Regions from separate parts of the Macaca fascicularis genome. Here region 2 is linked to region 1. A link is a contact called in public Hi-C data. All regions are on one chromosome and are shown on one strand. Each heading gives the region's core, a stretch centred on a gene start, on an enhancer-like site or on the middle of the called end of the contact. The rest is flanking DNA. Distances are from core to core; before and after follow the strand shown. Region 1 holds the start of CEBPB (CCAAT enhancer binding protein beta). Region 2 has its middle 110 kb from the start of PTPN1.

The links. Hi-C and Micro-C count contacts between places; a contact is called where the count stands out from the background.
Region 2: a Hi-C map of liver shows a contact between it and region 1, with 2.8 times the contacts expected there. The contact joins the enhancer-like site here to the promoter of CEBPB in region 1. A contact is called at or near these places in 2 of 2 Hi-C or Micro-C datasets (liver and skeletal muscle).

The regions. Positions count from the first base shown.
Region 1 is chr10:106,283,015-106,285,906 of T2T-MFA8v1.1, reverse strand. It overlaps CEBPB (CCAAT enhancer binding protein beta), which reads right to left and starts at 1,367. Exons shown (of 1, transcript XM_015429963.3): 1 at 1-1,367. The coding sequence starts at 1,166. The coding sequence ends at 132. LOC141407938 (a long non-coding RNA gene) reads left to right here and starts at 2,539. Exons shown (of 4, transcript XR_012419543.1): 1 at 2,539-2,750.
Region 2 is chr10:106,496,981-106,499,872 of T2T-MFA8v1.1, reverse strand. No RefSeq gene overlaps it. Among named protein-coding and RNA genes, the nearest start is that of PTPN1, 110 kb to the left of the region's middle. Within about 2 kb of position 1,427, at least 1 of the 6 cell types and tissues checked has an H3K27ac peak or open chromatin away from gene starts, as enhancers often do. A contact at or near this core is called in liver, where this site is marked.

The DNA.
Region 1 (2,892 bases), core at 118-2,617:
CTCCCCGCGCTGCCAAGTGCCCCAGTGCCAAAGTTTTGCCGGCGCCGCCGGGGGCGGAGGCGGGGGCGCGGGCGCGGGCGCTTCCCGGAGTCTCGGCCCCGGCCGGCAGGGGGACGCGCGCGGGGGCCGCGCTAGCAGTGGCCGGAGGAGGCGAGCAGGGGCTCGGGCAGCTGCTTGAACAAGTTCCGCAGGGTGCTGAGCTCGCGCGACAGCTGCTCCACCTTCTTCTGCAGCCGCTCGTTCTCGGCCGTGAGCTCCAGGACCTTGTGCTGCGTCTCCAGGTTGCGCATCTTGGCCTTGTCGCGGCTCTTGCGCACGGCGATGTTGTTGCGCTCGCGCCGGATCTTGTACTCGTCGCTGTGCTTGTCCACTGTCTTCTTGGCCTTGCTCTTGACCTGCGAGGGCGGCGGCGCGGCCCCCGCGTAGCAGGCGGCCGGGGGCGCCTTGGCGTCGGCGGGGCTCGGCGTGCCGGGCGGGCTGGACGACGAGGACGTGGAGAGGCTCCCGCTGCTGCCGCTCGGCACCGCCTGGTAGCCGAGGTAAGCGCGCAGCGCGTACGGGAAGCCCGCCGCCATGCCTGCGCCGCCGCCCGGCGCCCCGGCCTCCTCCTTCCGCTTGCAGTCCGCGGGCTCGAAGCCCGGCTCCGCCTTGAGCTCGGCGGGCGGCGGCGGCGGCGGGGGTGGCGGGTGCAGGGGCGCGAAGCAGCCGGGGTGCAGCGCGCCCTTGGCGGCCCCCAGGCGCCCCAGGCTCACGTAGCCGTACTCGGCCGGCTTCTTGCAGTTCTTGCCCCCGTAGTCGTCGGAGAAGAGGTCGGAGAGGAAGTCGTGGTGCTGCCCGGAGGAGGCGGGCGCGGGGGCGGGCGCGGGCGGAGCCGCCTCGAAGGTGTCCGTGGCCGTGGCGGGCGCCGGGGCCTGCGGCGCGCCCAGCGGCTCCAGGTACGGGCTGAAGTCGATGGCGCGCTCGTGGTCGCCGATGCTGCCCAGCTCGCCGGCTGGGGGGCGCGGCCCGGGTCTGGCCGCGGGGGGCGCCGCGGGGGCCGCCTTGCCGCCGTACGCAGCAGCCAAGCAGTCCGCCTCGTAGTAGAAGTTGGCCACTTCCATGGATTTAAAGGCAGGCGGCGGCGGCAGGGGGAGACATGCTGGGTCCCAGGCCACCAGGCGTTGCATGAACGCGGGTGCCCGGGGAGGGGGCCTGGGGCTGCCCGCTCCGGCCGGCCCGCAGGTGGCGCGGCCTCCCTGCTCTGAGCTGTCGCCGCTGCGTCGCTGCTGCTGCCGCCGCTGCCGGGGTGGCCGCTATTAGTGCGGGGGCTGGTGGCTGAACCCTCGGGTGGGTCCCCTTCCCAGTCCCGTGCGCGGCTCTGACTCGCTAAAGTTTCTCCTGAGCCCGGTTATTTATAAGGGCGGCCCGTAGCAACCGCTGCGTCACACCGGCCCCTCCCGCCGCGCCGCCGGGACGCGAAGGACACGGCCGCGGCCGCCCGAGACCCCCAGGAGGACGGCGGCAGGGCGCAGCGGAGGACCGGGCACCCGGAGCGCGTTTTCGGGGGGGGTCCCCGGGCCGCAGGGGGCGACCTCACGCCCCCTGCCCACCCCCGCCCGGCCGCCCCGGGATTGGGAGCGAGAGGGGGCGGTGCGACCCCGCCCCCAGACCGCCCCTCTGGGCTGGAGGCTGTCCTGGAAGGCGGGGGAATCGGAGGAGGGGGCGACCTGATCGCCTTCCCCCGGAGATGCGGCCCCGGCCCGCCCCCTGCTGGAGGAGGCGGAGGTTTCAGGAGGACCGAGCAGAGCCCCGACGGCGGACCAGGGGCCGCTCCCCGGGCGGAACCCTGGAGACCCCAGCCCGCAACTCTAGCTCCAGGAGAAGCGACCCATCTCCGTAGCCCTTCCCCCTAAACTCCCACCTCTTCCCCAGGTCCCCGGCTCTAGAAAGGAGTAGACTCCACGCCTGTGACGATTCCCCTCTTAAGCCACCGCCAATATGAGGACCCCGGGGGTCGGGGGGACGGAGCAGGATCGCGCTGCGCTGGGGGCTGGACCCTGGTCCACGGTGTCCCGCCCCTAGCCCCGCCCACCGCACCTGCCGCCTGCTTGCGGCTTGTACACACCCGGGTCTTCTCTTGCCCCGCGCCGCGCCATCCGACCTGGGCCCTGGGATGGTGCAGGGGCGGAGGGGTGCTGGGCCCTGCCACACTGTGTGACCTTGGATGAGTCACTTCTCCCAGCTGCAGTCCATGAAGGGTGTCGCTACTGTCAGCGGTGGTGGCATTGCTCCCACCAGACTCCCAAACCTAAGGCTTACGTTGTGGGCTGCACATCAGAGAGAAAGGGACCCCCATGGATTGTGCCAGTGGAGGCCCAGAGGGAGCATGGCATGGCATACCAAGGTCACATGGCCGCATGTCCCCCATTCATCCCAAACGAAATGCCCTCATCTGGGCCCTAAGACCTATTGCCAGCCCCAGAGGCCAAAAAGCTTCTGTTTCTGAAGCTGCTGGGGAGGGGCTTAAGCCAGGCCTCACGGGAGGGGGGTGGCATGCAGGAAACAGAGAAGGAAAGAGAAAGAGAAGTTTTTACCAAGTCCCTGCCCTGTGCTCAGGGTGGGCCTGGACCCCGAGGTTCTTTTTCACCCCACCAGGAAGATGCTTTTGCTGCTGCCGTTTCACAGATGGGAAAGTGACAACGGCCTGCCTGGACTTGAACACAGACCCAAGGCCCTCTAACTACCGGCCCGCCTCTGCTCCCTAGGCTCAGGTTAGAGGGCCCTTTGCTTTGCCCTTCCGGACCCATTCCTAGGCCATTGGGGCAGCTCCCTGGGCCCACCTCTCTGCCACTCCTAGCCCAGGCCGCCCCGGCAGGAGCTCTCAGCCTGCCCGGGGCTGACCCCTGGCCCACT
Region 2 (2,892 bases), core at 178-2,677, 210 kb before region 1:
GAATAGAGGAAGCCTGGGTATAGAAATAGGCACAGGAGAGGTACTCAGAAAACAGCAACTGTTTCTATTATGTGGAAGCAGTGGCTGAAGCCCTCTCCCCTCACCCAATCTCTCAAACCCAGTTTGACTCCTCATGGTCAAACATAAGATAGTAAGTGTAGTGGTTAAGAGCATGAGGCCTAGGCCTGACTGCCTGGGATCGTATCCTGCTCTACCACTTGCTAGCTGTGTGATCCTGGACAGGTGACTTAACCTCTCTGGACCTTTTTTCTCCATTTATGAAATAAGTGTAATAAGAGTCCCAGCTCCTGGAATTGCTGTGATGATCAGATGGGTTCACAAAGTTTAAGTAAAGGGCTAGGATCCTGCCAGGCACATGATAGGGGCTATAGGAGCATTTGTTGCTCTTCCGGAATTGCAGGGGAGGAGGGACCTGGTGGCTCCTGCACAATTTACAAGGGACTCAGGGACAGGGATGGGAAGGAGGAGCTGGAGAAGAATCCTGATGTGAATCAGCAGGGAATTTCATAAAGCAAGGCCCACTGTATTTGGGATGACCCTCACACAGGACCTGTGTGCCCCCCGGGGAAGGGCCGCCTCACTCCCATCCTTCCCAGAGCCCAGCATGGTGTTTGGGCATCTCTGTAAGCCAGAAGCTCCATCCTTCTGGCTGCTCTATCTGGAAACTTGGAGCCATCCTTGGCTTTTATTTTTAGATTTTATTTTAAGTTCCGGGGTACATATGCAGGTCATGCAGGTTTGTCACATAGGTAAATGTGTGCCATCGTGGTTTGCTGCACCTATCAACCCATCCCCTATGTATTAAGCCCGGCAAGCATTCGCTATTTATCATGATGCTCTCCCTCCCCACCCCCACAACAGGCCCCAGTGTTGTTCCCGTCCCTGTGTCCATGTGTTCTCATCATTCAGCTCCCACTTATAAGTGAGAACATGCGGTGTTTGGTTTTCTGTTCCTGTGTTAACAGAAACACAAACATCCTTGGCTTCTTGATTTCTATTGATCGCATCTAGTCCAGCAGCATGCCCTGTCAGCTCCACCTTAGAACAGATCTGGAATCCGAGATCTGTTCTCCCTGCCTCCACCTCCACAGCCACCCCTTGGGCCTGTTCACCATTCTCTTCTGCTTGAGCCAGTGCAGGCACCCTGATTGTCCCCTTCCCCTGGCTCCTGACAGCCCATCCTCTACACCCAGTTGGAGGGATTCTTTCAGAAACGAAGTCAGACTGTGCCCTCTTCTGTTCAGAGCCCTCCATGGCTCTCACCTACCCCAGAGGAAAGCTAAGTCCTTCCTTCGACGTGCAAGGTTCTATGGGCGCTGCCCTTTACCTCTCTGAGCTCACTTCCTGCCATGCTGCCCCTCACTCATTCTGTTGCAGCCACACTGGCCTCTTCTCTGCCATCCTCGCTCATGCCAGGCATGGTCCAGCCTCAGGCCTTTGCACCTGTTGTTTCCTCTATCAGGAATGCCCTTTGTCTGGAAATCCCCATTGCCCAATCCCTCATCTCTTTCAAGCTGTACTCAAATATTTGCTCAGTGAGACCTTTCCTGCCCTGCCCCCTGCCCCCTATTTAGATTTGTTCCTCTGATGCTCCCCTCCTCCTTCCCTAGCTTATTTTTCTCCTTAGCACTCACTGCCATTGGAAATATGATCTATTTAATTTACCTATGAAGGCTGATACCCCTTCCTCCCCCATTCCATAATGTCCGCTCCACGCTGATGGGGACATGTGCGTTCTGTTCACTGTTCCATCCTAATACGTTCAGGTGACAGACAATATGAGTCTAGTGTGTTACCTTGGACACTGATGGAGGCAAGACTGTTAGGATGAGGGTGGAAGCAGGAGACCAGGAAGGAGGCTCCCGCAGGGGCCAGGTGAGGGAGGTGGGGCTGGGCCAGGGCAGGGAGGGGTGGCTGCGTCTAGATGGAGCAGCAAGCACGGGGTGTGGGGTGAGGGAAAGACAGGAGTTGGGGATGATGCCTTGGTATCCGCCCTGAGCATCTGGAAGGATGGGGCTGCCCTTGCTGGAGACAAGATGTGGTGGGAGAGCGGGTTTCGATCCTGGACAAGTTCCATGGGAGCTGCCTCCTGAGGCTTGCTAAGGCCAAACGCTGTTCCAGGGACTCAGGAACAGCAGCATGACACAGAGCCTGCCTTCTTGTCACTCATCTCATGGATTGGCATGGCAGCATTGCCGCTTACTGGGAAACATTGAGCCAGTGGCACCACTCCCCGAGCCTCAGTTTCCCCATCTGGATGACAGTCCCTCCCTCCCAAGGCCCGTGTGCGGCTCCATGAGCTCATGCCTCTGACGTGCCTGGCATCCAGTGGGCGCTCCAGCAGAGCTCGTTCCTTCCCTGTCCAGCCCCCATGCTGGCTGTCCCCCAGGAGACTGTGCTGGGAGCGTTATTTTTAAGCCTGGCTCCGGTGGGCTGGGCCATGGCTCTGAAGGCTGCGGGGAGACCACAGTGCTAGCAGCATCCCGCTTTCTTGACGCCAGGAGACCGCGGCACGGAAACATCAGGGGAGGCCGCCTGTGTTCATGCCCTGCCTGGTAACCCTTTATGCGAAATTATGTCATGTCACCCCATGCTGTTTATAAACATCTCTGACCTTTCCCAAGCAGGGCCGTGGGGGAGGGGGCTGCACCTAGTCCTCCCATTCCCCACCCCCGCACGCCAGGACCTGCTGGTGACCCCTCCCGTTAGCCCACATCACACAGAGCAAAGTGGGTGCACTGGCCTCCAGCCAGCGTTGGACTGGTTGTTTCAACACCTCCAAGCACCTCGCAGCTGACCAGCCCTGGGGTATTTTTAAACCCTGGCCTCGGCCAACCTCTTTGTCACATTCCGGTCGGGGCTTGAGTTTAG